Regions from separate parts of the Rattus norvegicus genome. Here region 2 is linked to region 1. A link is a contact called in public Hi-C data. All regions are on one chromosome and are shown on one strand. Each heading gives the region's core, a stretch centred on a gene start, on an enhancer-like site or on the middle of the called end of the contact. The rest is flanking DNA. Distances are from core to core; before and after follow the strand shown. Region 1 holds the start of Vamp1 (vesicle-associated membrane protein 1). Region 2 holds the start of Plekhg6 (pleckstrin homology and RhoGEF domain containing G6).

Evidence for each region. A called contact is a pair of places that touch in the nucleus more often than the background predicts.
Region 2: a Hi-C map of the A7r5 cell line shows a contact between it and region 1, with 2.4 times the contacts expected there. The contact joins the promoter of Plekhg6 here to the promoter of Vamp1 in region 1. A contact is called at or near these places in 4 of 12 Hi-C or Micro-C datasets (the A7r5 cell line, hepatocytes, liver and 1 more).

What each region holds. Positions count from the first base shown.
Region 1 is chr4:159,694,945-159,702,351 of GRCr8, forward strand. It overlaps Vamp1 (vesicle-associated membrane protein 1), which reads left to right and starts at 3,950. Exons shown (of 5, transcript NM_013090.2): 1 at 3,950-4,085; 2 at 7,023-7,149; 3 at 7,348-7,407. The coding sequence starts at 4,084.
Region 2 is chr4:159,863,024-159,869,563 of GRCr8, forward strand. It overlaps Plekhg6 (pleckstrin homology and RhoGEF domain containing G6), which reads right to left and starts at 5,099. Exons shown (of 17, transcript NM_001427743.1): 1 at 4,933-5,099; 2 at 4,339-4,556; 3 at 3,248-3,458; 4 at 1,917-2,063; 5 at 303-467. The coding sequence starts at 3,385.

The DNA of each region.
Region 1 (7,407 bases), core at 2,700-5,199:
TTGCCTAGCAAGTGCAAGGCCCTGGGTTTGGTCCCCAGCTCCGAAAAAAAAAAAAAGAAAAAAAATATTGTATGTGTGTGTGTGTGTGTGTGTGTGTGTGTGTGTGTGTGTGCCCGAGCATGCTTTCACAGGTATATGTATGTGCAATGCCTGTGAATACCAAAAAAAGGCACCAGATTCTCTGGAACTGGAGGTACACATGGTTGTGAGGCACCATTTGGGTGCTGGTAACCAAACTTGGGTCTTCTGGGAGAGCAGCCAGTTCTCTATCCTGTTGAGCCTCTCTAGCCCCTGAGAGTTCTTTAGGAGCCACTGAACTATTCTCCTGCATTGATGGTGCTCTTCTCGCTCCTGTTCCATGTTCTCTTGTTGAAAGACTTTAAAGCCTTCTGTTTTTCTCTTCTGTTCTGAGAGTACAGACAGGTGTGTTTTAATATGATCCCTTTTCTTTCATTGTGGTAGCTAGGATCCACTAGTTGGTCTGGGCAGGCTCATTTAGTTCTGGAAAGTTTTGCTGCATTTATTTTATGATTAATCCCTTGTCCACCCATTTCCTTTTCTCATACATCCTGTTTTTTCCTTTCATATTCTTTATTACTCAGACGTTGAACTACTTGGCATGGTTCTTTAATTTCCTTAATTCGTGTGCCTGTCTCTCTGGTTCTTGGCATTTCTTTCCTGATCTGTTTTCAGCATATGATCGCAATTTATTTCTCTTGGAGCTGTCTCTGTGGAAATTTCCCAAGGCCTCCATTGAAGAGGAGCTCACCAGGGAGGTCTGCATTGCTCCTGCTGGTGCCGGGTGCTAAGTCAACGCCAGACCACTTGGAGAATTTTGCCGTGATGATTTTAGGAGGAAGAGATGCTAAAGCTTTCAGAAGTGAATAAAACTAGGATTTCAGGCAAAGTATTAAAAACATCATTCGAGGTTATGAATTCAAATATTTAAAAAGACAAAGAGAGCTTTAGCAGGCTCCTAGTTTGCAAATAATGTCAGTTGAGGAACACAGGGTACCAGTACTTTAAAAACTCCCTTAGTTGCCAATATAGGGATTCCAGCTTTATGTAGGGAATTCTGTTAGGTTTTGAACTTTGAGTAAGACTGCCATGCTGTTTCCTGTGCTTGACTGGTATCCCCGAGGCACAATGCTCAGCTGACTCTGGGTATTAGCTTTCCCTTGTTTGGTCTTAGTCCATGTTTACTTTCTTGTCAGCTCATGAACCTACTTTTTTTTTTTTTTTATTCTTTTTTTCGGAGCTGGGGACCGAACCCAGGGCCTTGTGCTTGCTAGGCAAGTGCTCTACCACTGAGCTAAATCCCCAACCCCGAACCTACTTTTAAAATGCTCGTTCAGTGTCCTCCCAGCATTTGGGGGGCTGAGGTGGGAATACGGCTTGTTCCATTGCAGGGAGTCAAAGTCATACCCACTATGGGGCAAAATGACCTAAAAGCTGAGGAGCGGCCGTGCACACATTTAATCCCAGCACTGGGGAGGCAGAGGCAGGTGAGTCCCTGAGCATGAAGCCAGCCTGGTCTACAGAGTGAGTTCCAGGACAGCCACAGCTATAAAAAACAAACAAACAAAACAAAAACCAACAAAAACAAACAAACAAACAAAACACCCCCCCACATCTTAAAAACCAAAACCAAAATTGTTAATGAGGGTGCAGAGGGTACCTGGAAAAGAATGGGGGACAAGAGACGCAAAGAAGGATGCCAAGACAAGAGTCTGATCAAGGCAACAATTTTATTTTTTCCCAAGGCTGATTTTATACCATAACAGGGGTGACAGAGGGAGGGGGGAAGTGTGAAACATTTACGCAGGCCAAGGACACAGTATTCGTGTGGTCAGCTGATGTCAACAGGATGTTGGTTTTTCAGAAAGGTCACAGGTTTGTCACATCATTAGTCAGCAGGATGTTGGTTTCTCAGAAAGGTTACAGGTCATATCATTGGGCATCTTGACAGCAGATATATTTCTTAGCAAGGTCACGACTTTGTCATATCATTATTCATCCTGACCACCAGATTGGTATTAGTCTTCTGCAGCTGGCTGGGGTTTTTCCATGAACCCAGTCATATTTAACTCTAACCATAATAGTAACATCAATAATGGAGGGTTTTAAGGGCATCGCTCCCAACCCAAAATCATCAATTGTAAGACACGACAGAATAAAAAAAAAAATGGGGGGAGGGGATGTGAAGTAACAATTTCAGAAAAGAAAAATAAATGCCATGTATGGTGATTGTGATATTTAGACAGGTATGTGGGAACACGACTGGATCTAGGATGCCCCCCCCCTTTCCATCTTTCTCTTGCCATTTGGCAACAATTTTTCTGTAGCTCTTAATCCGGCACTACCCACACTGTATTTGTCATATTTGCTTGTGAGCGTCAAAATGTCAAAACTTGCAGAGTGCATGCCAGGCACTGGAAAGGAAGTTCCAGAGGGAGAAAAGGAGTATCTTCCATCTAGTAAGGACATGCTGCATCATCAAAGACTTAAGGGCTCGCACATAGGACTACAACATGTGGGCGGACATCTGAGTGAAAACCAGGACTCTCTGAGAGATGGTCTCTGGGGCATGCGGATGGAGCTCAGTTGGCAAAGTGACTGCCTAGCAGGCAAAAGGAACAGAGAAGGACGCTCAGCACTGCAGAAACCGGCCAAGGCTGTACACTTGTGCAATCCCAGCATGCAGGAAGCAGAACTAGGAGGATCCGAATTTCAAGGTCATTCTTGACTATATTTCAAGTTTGAAGCCAGCCTGGACTACACAAACCTCTGTTTCTGGTGGGGGAAAAAAGTCTCTGAATGTCAAGGTGTAGCTGTTCTGTTAATGCTGTTATTTTCTCTCTTCCTTTGCATGAATACCCAAGAGTGAGATATAAAAACTTACACTGCATACAAACCCAAGCTTCCACTAAATGTGAAATAAAAATTCTAAGGCTAAGAAAATGCAATCACGTATATAGATCCGTTTAAAGATGTGAAACAGAAAATAATGTCGCGTTTTACAATTGGTGTCTAGGAAAGGGATACGATAAGAAGAAAAAAGAAAGTCTTTAAGTATTGAGACGGAAAATCGATTCCACTTAGTTTTTGGAGGAGGGGTAAAGAGGAAAGGGCTGGGCCTGTAGAGAGATGGCTCAGAGAGCATACTGCTTTTACAGAGGGTTTGGTTCCCAGCACTCGCATGCACGCAAAACCATCTATAATTCAAGTTCCAGGGAATACGCCCTCTTCCGGCCTCCAAGGGCACCAGGCATGCATAGATGCAGGCAAAAACTTGTACCATAAAATAAAAAAATGAAAAATATAAAAAGAAAAAATCTCGAAAAACCAAAACAAAGCAAAAACAGAAAATAGGGATGTCTAGTTTAGTTCAGGTTTCTGGACTGAGTTAATTAACTCGCTGTGGTAACTTAGAAAGAACAGGTTTAGGGACGAAGTTCAATATAGGGCAGGCTATATCGGAAGAGAAGAACTAACAAAGCCTTTGTGGATTTTAGGGTCTCAGGCAGGCACCGGGTGGCCTTACAGCCAAGGGCTTCATGAATATGCATTCACTGCTGAACCTCCGGGGCCAGTTGGATTTCAGAGTCTAGGTCACCTGGGTTTCCTTTTCGCCAGGTGCCTGTGGGCGGGAGCGATAAGAGTGACAGCAGCCTCCAGCTCAGCGATTGGTTGGTAGGCACCATAAAAGGTATAACTCAGCCGCTGAGAGACAGCCCTCAGAGTTTGAGCTGGACGTAAAACAAGCCACTCTTGTATTGGTCAGGGAAGAAATAGAAATAAGAGGACAACGGTAATTGCTGTAGTCGTGGGGGCGGGACTAGCAGGATATGCCCCAGGTGGATTGGACCTGGAGATTTTGACGTCATCCACGAGGCGTGGTCATGTCTAATAAAGCCGACAGTCGGCGCTGCACCTGCAGTAAGTTCCACCGCAGTTAGAGTTCCGGGTGGCTCGCGTGAGGCGGAGCTCGGCAGTTCCGTCTACTTCAGCCGCAGCGTCTCCCTGCCTGTCTCATTGCATTCTCTAGAGAGGGGACGGACCTCCACTTCCTCTTTCAGAAAAATGTGAGTTGATTCTGGTCTAGGGTCCTCGACACCTCTTTACAGGCTCTCCCCCGCAGTGTCCGACTCTGCGGGACGGAAAATGGCGCATTGCAGCAGCTGCGGCGACGCCGGGAACCACCACCTCGCGCGGCCCCCAGACCGGGCCACCCCGGAATGCGGGCAGCGCTCCATCCCGCACCAGCTGCGGCTGGCACTTCACGGCAGGGCGAGGGTGCGGGGGTCCCACGTTCATTGCACCCTCCTCTCTTGTCTTTGGGTGGTGGAACCCCCACAGGGGAAAAAAGTGGGGGAGGTATAGATTTAGACAGGAAACTCGGAGACCTTTTCTTGTTTGACAGAGTCTGTTAAAGCCTCTGGGAAGACTTACACTATAGTGCACCTGTCCATTCTTGACTTGGGTTGCCCGCAGTCTCTGGATTTGTGCATGCCCCTCACCCAAAGTGTGATGTACCTGCCTCATGGCTGTGAGCAAAGCTGCAGAAACTTACTTGCTAGTTCTGTGGCGCCTTGTGAGCAGCTCAGAAAGTCTCAGGGGACAGTAGTATGAGATCCTAATGCAGCTGTTTATGCTAAGGTGATTTCCAGTGATCAAATCCTAGCCAAATATCGGAGGAGAAATAGGGAGAACAGTGAATTCTTCATTTTATCAAAAGCATAGTTTAGTCTTTAGCTGTTTTCGGCTTCATCCCCTTTGAAGATCTGTGGCTAGATAAATTCAGACCTTCCCTTTAGGATCACATACACACAATGAAGGATTTTCTTTCCTTCCACTTATTATCTGGATCGCTTGCCTGGTGCTAGATGTATTTGTATTTGTGTGTTCTCTCTCTCTCTCTCTCTCTCTCTCTCTCTCTCTCTCTCTGTCTCTCTCTCTCTCTCTCCCCCTCCCTCCCTCCCTCCCTCCCTCCCTCCGTCCCTTCCTCCTTCCCTCCCTCCCTTCCCCTTCCTCCTCTTCCTCTCTCTTTCTTCCTTTCTCCCTCTCTCCTTTGTTTGGTTTTTCCATATAGGGTTGCTCCGTGTAGCCTGGGCTGTCTCAGAATTCCCTCTATAGATAAGGCTAACCCTGAGCTCAGAGATCCACCTGCCCCTGCCTTCCAAACCCTGGGATGGAAGGTGTGCACCACCACACTCCTCTTGCATTGCTTCTATTGACAAAGGGGGAGGGGATTTTGTATTACATAAGGATTGTAACTCCCTGGATAGGTTAGGGTGGAGTGTTTCTACCTCCCAACAAATAGTAAAGTGAGCCCTCTAAAGCTATACACTCATTTTATCCTGCCTCTTTGAGGTCTATGGTTTGACATTCTGTGCAGTTTTTAAGCCCATATATAGATCTAGATGTTTGGGGTGGGGGGAGGGTCCTCTTCAGCTGACTGGCTGCAAGAGTTCATGTGTGATGTCTGGAAGGAGGTGGAGAAAGCATGGTGGCTAGCAGGGAATCACGAGGTCTCTGACCTTAATCTTGTCATTGGTGCCACCATCCTGGACTCTTTCCAACACTAGCTGCTACCAACTCATTGAAATCCCTGCCTCTGGTCTAGAGCTAGATTGCTTAGCTAGCGCAATAGCAGTGGGATCTTGTGGCTCCCATGGCTTTGTGCCCTCCTTCACGTCTAGGAAGAAAATGGGAAAGTGACCCTTTAAGTAGAAGAAGCCGGTTTCATCTGCTATAGAGTCTCGCTGAGGGACTATTATATTTTGTCTACCGGACATTTCACTTAGTAATAGAAAAGAAGAGTCTACATATTCTGCTGTAATTAGTCAAGGAATTCACGTTTTTAGCAACTTTTGGGTGGCTTAAACTTTACAGTACTTATTCTTGGACTTTTCTAGCAAAGACTTTTTTTTAGCACTTAAGAAATCCTATTACATTAAAATTTAAATTTCTCTCTTTATCTTGCTTGTGTGGCCCCCACCATGGCAGAAAAAAAAATCTTCTGTAGGTTTAATTCTGGAAACTCATTAGCTGATGAATGTCAGAGAGAAGTTTATCTTCAAGACACCACACTTGCTCTAACCCTAGCGGATGGAAGGCAGAGGCAGGTGAATCTGCATTTCAGGCTAGCCTGGTCTACATAGAGAGCCAGGGCTTCATGAGACTCATCTCAAAACGAAACAAAACAAACAAAAAGCCCAGCCAACCAAAACACAAATCAAAACCAAACCCAATCCACCCTGCATTACTTTTTCCCTTCTTAGACCTTGGGACTGCTTTCCCTCAGTGGTGCTGGAAGAGAGACTGGTCCTCACATGCATAGTAGTGCAGTTGAAGCTTTCTTCTGTGACAGGGGACCAGGGGACTATCCTGAGGCATTGCCCAGTCTGAAGGAGAATGAACAGAGTGTCTATGCTGCATGTACACTGAGGACTGTTTCGAACGTTTTTTTGCTTCTGCTCTGTGCTTTGGAACAATTTGTGTAATTGTATTAGGCCTCACATCAGATTCAATTTAAATGAAGCTCCTATCTTCTTTGTCAAGAATAATACAAACAGCCCTGATTCACTCCAGCTCTACAGACCTTGCTTTTGGAGGTTCTCCAAGCTGTCTTTGCAGCAGCCATAATGTACAATTACACAGTGAAACAGTACTGGGAACCAGATGCCCCTCACCCCCATAAGCAGGGTCATCAGCTTGCCTCTTTCACATTCAGGCTTCAGAGTTCAAGTGTCCTTGCAATTTAGTGGTCCCTACAAAGTTCTCTTCCCATGGATTGGGATGTCCCATTTTATTTCACGTGGCCAGCCTAATTCCATTTAGGTCAAGGCTGGCATAGTTGTCCCTGTGGCCATTGTGCCAGAGGATATGCTTGAGTTTGCATCTCAGGACTTGCGATGGCTCAGGAGCTAAAACGAGGAGCTTTCCATTTTCGTGAGGTGAGGACACGCGATTCTTTTCTTGTCTCGGTTATTCTGTGTACTCTTCACTTCTCTCCACAGGTCTGCTCCAGCTCAGCCACCTGCTGAAGGGACAGAAGGGGCTGCCCCAGGTGGGGGTCCTCCTGGTCCTCCTCCCAATACGACCAGTAACAGACGATTACAGCAAACCCAGGCACAAGTGGAGGAGGTAGGCACCTGGCACACTCCATGAGAGTGTCTAAATCAAGAATGGGTTTACCTGTCTTCCTCATTTTTATAGGGGAAAGGCTCTGGTGGACAAGGCATCCCATGGATTAAAAGGCCCTGGCTTTCGATCTCTAGGCCATTCATTTTCTCCATCTCTAGGGAAAAACTCTCAGCATCTTTATTCCTGCTGTCTCCTCAGGTGGTGGACATCATGCGCGTGAATGTGGACAAGGTCTTGGAGAGGGACCAGAAGTTGTCA
Region 2 (6,540 bases), core at 3,849-6,348, 170 kb after region 1:
AAGTGCTAGATCCGCGCCACGGATTCTGGTCCCTTTACCCAGGACCTTGTCATTTTAGCCAGTCCTCTAGTTTGTAGGAGACATCACCACCATTTTCCTTATGAAGCCAGTGAGGCTCGGGGAGGTTCCCTGTCATAACCAAGGTGGTGGAGCTGGGATTTGAACAAGATTTCTGGAGGTTTTCCCGTCTACGTGCTGTATCCCAAGGCCTTTGTCTTCTTTAGGCCAGAAGTGAAATTCATGCTTGTGTGTGTGGAGGAGGGTCTGAAGCATTGTGGGGATGTATACCGTTTCAAGCCCACCTTGTGTCCTAGCACCAGCTCCTTCCAGGACTTTTCAATGGTCAGGGCACTGTCACCCCCCTCTCCTATCTCCCAGTGTCGTCGATCCTCCGGTGGCAGGCGGGGCATCCCAAACATGCTGAATGTATGCAGTCTCACTTCTAGCTCATGGGCCTTGGAGACTTCCTGGGAGAGCAGGGAAGATGGTTAGCCTGTCATGTCCTCAACGTCTGGTGCCCAGGCTCTGGAAGGGCTACATGCACACACGCACGGATACACATGTGTGCCTGGTAGGGCATTAACTAGGTGTGTTATTGCCCAGGAAGTCAAGTCGCAGTTTTGTTTGCAGAAAGATTCCAAGGTAGAGGGGTTTGAGGGGACCTCCCTGACCAGAATTAGAAGTTTCCTAATTCAGAATAGGGGTGAGGGGCACAATCAGACTTCTCAGAGTAGTCTTCAAGAATTGATTTTCTTTACTTAAAAAAAAGAAAGAAAGAAAAAGAAAGGAAAGAAAAAAAATCAGTTTTTGGTTGTGCTGTAAATCGAATCCAGGACCTTCTGCATGCTTCTACCACTAAGATATACACCCCAGACTGAGGGTCCTTCAAGCAGGGACCAGGACGAGACTTATGAAAGTCTTGCTGGGTGGTGGTGGTGTGTGCCTTTAATCCAAGCACTTGAAGGACGAGGCAAGTGGACTGCTATGAGTTTGAGGTTAGCCTGGTCTACAGAGTGAGTTCCAGGATAGCCAGGGCTACACAGAGAAACCTTCTCTTGAAAACAAAACAAAACAAAACCACCAACAACAAAATAAAACAAAAAAGCACGGTGTCAGGTAACACCGGGACATAAAGTGGACACATTTTTGTTTGGTTTTAGGTGGGGATTTGCTATGCAGCTTAGGCTACCCTTGAACTTGCAACCCTCCTGCCTCAGCCTCCGGTGTGCAGAGATTGTAAATGTGAATCATCACACTTGGCTCAAAACAGAGATATTTATGAAGCATCATGCTTTAAAATTGTTTGTTGTAAGTGGTTTTTGTGTCAAATAATGTGGGAACAAATAATCTTTATGTCCACTCTGCCCTTCTTGTGACATGGGAGGAAGTGGTAGGGCTCCTAGCTGGGATGAAGGATGCTACGGGAGAGTAGGGATGAATAGAGTGCCCCCAGATCACATAGTATTTGGTAATTTCCAAAAGCTGTGAGTTTATTTTTATTTTATGTGCTCCGGTGTTTTGCCCACATGTATGTCTATGTGAGGGTATCAGGTCCCCTGGAAATGGAGTTACAGACAGTTGTGAGCTGTTGTGTCTGTTGGTGCTGGGAATTGGACCCAGGTCCTCTGGAAGAAACGTCCGTACTCTTAACTGCCAAGCCATCTCTCCAGCCCCCAAAGCAGGGAATTTAATATTAATAGTTCAGTCTCATGGGATCCAGCGTATCAGCCACGCACAGAGCTTCTTCTGGAGAGTGCCTCTGCAGAGAGCTGTGCCTGTCTGACTTCTCAAAGGTGCTTGCTCTCAGTGGTGTCTCTCTCTCTCTCTCTCTCTCTCTCTCTCTCTCTCTCTCTCTCTCTCTCTGCCATCGTGGCTGGGACTGTGAGCATTGGGACAGAAGTCAAGGGAATCCTTACCTTGAATTTGGGGAAGTAAGGTGAGCCAACCCCAAAATAGTTTCCATGTCTCTTCTCTGGGTCTGGTTCCTGAGGAGACAGGCCTCGGGTCTGGCCGGAACCCTTGGCAAAGGGGACATAGTGCTGTAGGCGTCGGCGACTAAGGTCCTGGGGGAGGAGAAGACAGAGGATGTTCTGGGAGTACCAGAAATACTAGAGAGGTGGTAAGGAATGAGCTTGGCTCGGTCCGTCACCCTTGCCCCTGCACGCTGGGCTGGCTCACTGCTCTCATCAAACCAGTTTGGTGTGAGTTGCTGCTGCTTTGAGTCACTGCTGCTGCTGCCAGGGAGGCCAAGTTCAGCTGGGCAGGGGCATGCCTGCCTGGCTCCTGAGGGAACCTGGAGGTAGAGGCTGAGGCCTCCTGCAGAGCTGGTACACAGGCACACACACGCCTGGGCTCTGCATTGGCTGCCCAGCTTCTGCCCCGCTCTACACATGCCTTCTGTGCCACGGACTCACAGGAACAGTGGATAATCTGTGCTGTGCTCTGAGTTCATCCCTTGGTGGGCGGCTGGGCTCCCTCACATGTGGGAATGAGAGACCACAAAGGTTCAGCCTCTTCCCTAGGGCCTGCAGCTAGCGTCCTATGCCACTGGGAGTTGCTGCCCTTCTGTGTTAGAGGTTGAAGCCACAAGTCTCCTCCCAAGGCAGGCCTGGTCACATTCTTTGTCTGCCTTGGCCTGAATGGCCTCACATACTTCCTAGTGTCCCTTTCTGCCCTCTGCCTGGGCAAGTCTCCGTTTCCAGGGGTGGAATCCTCTAGGGAGGCAGGGAATACCCCCAGCTAGAAGAGGAACTGTTCTTAAGGAAGCACTGAGGGCAGAAACAGCCTAAGCCCTGGCTTCCACACCCCTTTCCTCTACGAGGCTTGGAAGTGGCCCGGGCAGGTGGAGCCAGGGGCGGGACGGTGACCCTTCAGGCCACTCCCCCGCCTCCCCTGTGAGAACAGGGGCACCCTGAACCTTTGCTCTTCTTCAGCCCTGACTCAGGGAGCTTCTGACTCCTCCCAGCTCAAGTAGAGACTGAAAGATGCCTTTCCCCGGTGCAATGGTAACTCAGAAATGCTTCCCAATCCCTCTTCTGAGCTCCCTGCCTCTCCCACTCTGTTGTCTGGGGCTGGGTGTCCTGGCCCAGGCACTGCCCCCTCCCTCACCCTAGCAACCCCGGAAAGTGGAGGAGGTTAAGGGACAAGAATAGAGCAGCCTGTGAAACTAGAAGGGGACAGACTTCAAAGCCTTGGTGTCATCCCTCCTGCCCCACCCAGGTCACCTTCCGGGCACAGGCCAACTCACCAATGCAGGACCTCCTCTGGGATATGTAATCCCAGCAGAACTCTGGGCAGAGGTCTGGTGACGGCCCCCATAAGTCTCAATTCGGGAAGCAACCAGGCCTTGGAGGGGGCCCTCATTTGGAGGATCAAAGGTTTGCATTGTTTCTTTCCTGAGTTACCCCCAGAGGATCATATCTCCAATGTCCAGGAGAAAGGGGTGGGGGTCCCCTTTTCTGCAAGACAGAAAGCCCAGGCTGTATTAGTAAGGAATGTCTCCGCTGGTCAGACAGCAAGGAAAGACCAGAGTGGGGAGGAAGAGGGCCAGGTGGTGATCACTTGAGGGAGGAGGGGTGTGTGCTAACTACAGGTTAGTAGAGGGAAGGCAGGTCCAGGTGCAGGCTGGGTAGGAACATCTGCTTTACAAGTAGGAAACATCCACACTTCAGCCTCAGAGGATGCTGTAGCCTCAAGAGCAGCTGGGAGCAAGGGTCGCAGGCATGTCTAGCACTCTAGATAGCCGCAGGTAGCCGGGTCCTCTCGCACTTAGGTGTCTCCTTTCTTGCATTGCCTTTGTCAACACTGCACAAACTCCATGAACTGGGAGGGGTAAAACTGACTCGAGACAGCCAAGAGGGTCCCTCGTGTTGGGACAGACTGTGGGCTAAGAACGGCTTTTATTTTCTTTCCTGATTTGAGACAGGAGGGTCTCATAGCTCGGGCTGACCTGGAACACACTGTGTAACTCAGGTTAGACCACCTTTCAACTCTGCATTCCCCTGACTGAATTCCTAGAGGACGGTGATCACAGACATATTCCACTGGGCTTGGCAACGTTTACGTTTTTAAATAGTAGGGGGGAAAGCTAATAATAAAAAAAATAATAATAATAATAATTAATAATAATAATAATGTTTGGGGAAAATGAAAAACAATACACACAGTTCCCATTCCATGAGTTACATCTAGTTTTATCACGGTTCAGCCATCCGGTCACCCTTACTGGTTGGGCTGCCATCCATGGCTGCTTTTCTGTTAGTCGCAACTGAGACTCAGTAGGCAAGAGGCTCTACAATAAATCTTGTCCCTTTCCTGAGAAGTCTGCGCACCCCTTACCTGGACCCCCACGTCCACGCACAATCTGGCGAAGTCGGGAGAACTGTCAGACAGGGTCTGTAGAGACGAGCCTAGTTGAGGCAACCCGCTGCACTCCCACTAAGTTCGGTCTTTCCCAGCCTCTGAGGACACCACCATGGAGCTGCAAGTCAGATGCCGGACTCCACCCCTCTTTTCCAGACCTGGATGGAAGACCCATCCCTTGCAGTAGGCAGGGCCTGAGGAGAAGAGGCCCTTAATGGGAGTTGGACTCAATAACACACACTATACAGGGGCTGGTTTCCCATCGGCTGGTCCCTGAGCACCTCCTTTTCTCTCCCCTAACTTTCTCTGACTTCTGCGCAGAGGAGATTGCTCATTACGTCTCTCGCCCCGGGGCAACAACAGTTCAGCCCCTGAGGGCAGTCCCCCGCCCTTCCCTCCCCTGCTTCCCTTACTATCCCTCCCCACTCCCACCCTTTCTATCTTTTCCCAGGCCCAGTTTTTCTCCCTCCCTCTTTCCCGGCCTCCTTCCCTCCTCCTTCTGAGGCCTGGCGACCCTGTCCCAGATCCCCGGGTCCCTGTCCACCGGCACTCGCCCTCTCAAGTGCTCACCTGTGAGCGCAGGTGTCCGGGCTTCCGCTGTCCTTGATGCCCGCTGGATCCGGTGGGAATCCGGGTCGTTGTCAGCTTCTTTGGCGATGGCAGTCCCACTGTCCCAGCCTGGGGACTAGGACCGAGCGGCCCGCGGGACCAGGCAGCACGGGGCCGGGAGGGGAGGTGAAGGTGGCGGCAGAGGGGCGGGACGCGGGCTGGCACCTCCCCCTCCCTGGGAGCCGTGCAGCGTCGCGGTCCCGGTCACCCGGACGGAGCCGGACTCCGGTACACCAACCCCAGACCAGGAGTGCTCACTTCGCGGTGTGTGCCTTCTCCCTTTCTTTTGCACCTGAACTAGTCAGCAATCTGTCACCTGGTCGGGGTCAGGGGCTGGAACCAGTGCCACCCGCAGGCCACCAGCGCGTCTTCCCTTCCCGGCCAGACCCCTGCCAGGCGCCAGGGTAATGAGGGGTAAATGAGAGGTTGGGCGCCGCTACGCGGAGGCGGTGAGGTAATGACCAAGTGACTTGTGGCAGGTAACCTTCCCTGCGTTGCACCCTTTCCCCTCTTGCCTGTCCTAGACCGTTACCCTGAAAGGGAGCCAGCCTAGCATCAGGAAGGGCGTAGGCCCAGGGATCCTCGTCACTATGGCCGTCCTCTGGCCATGGAGTAGAGTCCAAAGTGTAGCCCTTATCTCCAGTGGACTTGCTGGCCTTCCCTGGCAACAGGGCGGAAGGTTCTGTGGACTTTGCGTTTGATTCAGGGAGGGGTCTGGGGCCAGGCTTAGCCCATACCCAACAGTCCTCCCATTACCTAAGCCTGGAAGGAGGGTGATACCAGGTGAGGGCACCTTCCCACCGTACTGCCCTTGGGCCAGCGTGGCTTTCCTAAAGGCTACAAACTGAACAGTTTCTCCAAAGTGGTACAGCACTGGTTGGAGGTGATGTGAAAGCCCCACCCCCTCATCCACACCCCGCCCCACATTCCCAAGTCACGTTGTCTGGTCTGAGGGAAGAAATGAGAGGCATCATCTCATGGATGTGTGATCCAGAGGCAGTCGTCTCTGTAGAGGCGTGGGCAGGTCTGAGGTCCACTTTGGGATCTTCCTTCTGCCAATGGACTGGACTGACACAACCTCTCACCACACAAAGCATCCCAAAGTCCTCAAAACCCTTTCAGAAGTGTTCAGAGCCGGGTTGGGGGTGGGGGTGGGGAGGGTGAAGGGGTGGGAGTGGGGGGTTGGGGGGGATGCTGTAATTCTCACCCTCTCCCATGGCGAGAGGCAACCTTTATTGGTTATTTGAATGTGTGTTCCTGTTCTCAGCCACAATTTGCTCTCCAGTGTTGTTTTTCAAATTATGATGTGGTGAGGTTTCAGCGTTACAGAGGAGCCCTCTGGTTACCTCCATCCTGCATCCTGCCCCCAGCTGTGTGCCCTGGGGGGAAGGAGTTGGATCCCTGCTTGTTAAGGATGTAGTGTTTGCCTGTTCCTAGCAGTCACACTGTGCGGGGCCAGGAGAAGAGGAAGACATATGCAGTGACTGTGAGTAGCCGTGGGAGAGAGTTAAGGAACCAGTTGGTGGTGATTACTGGCCATATTAAATGACACCCCGGAGATGGTCGGGG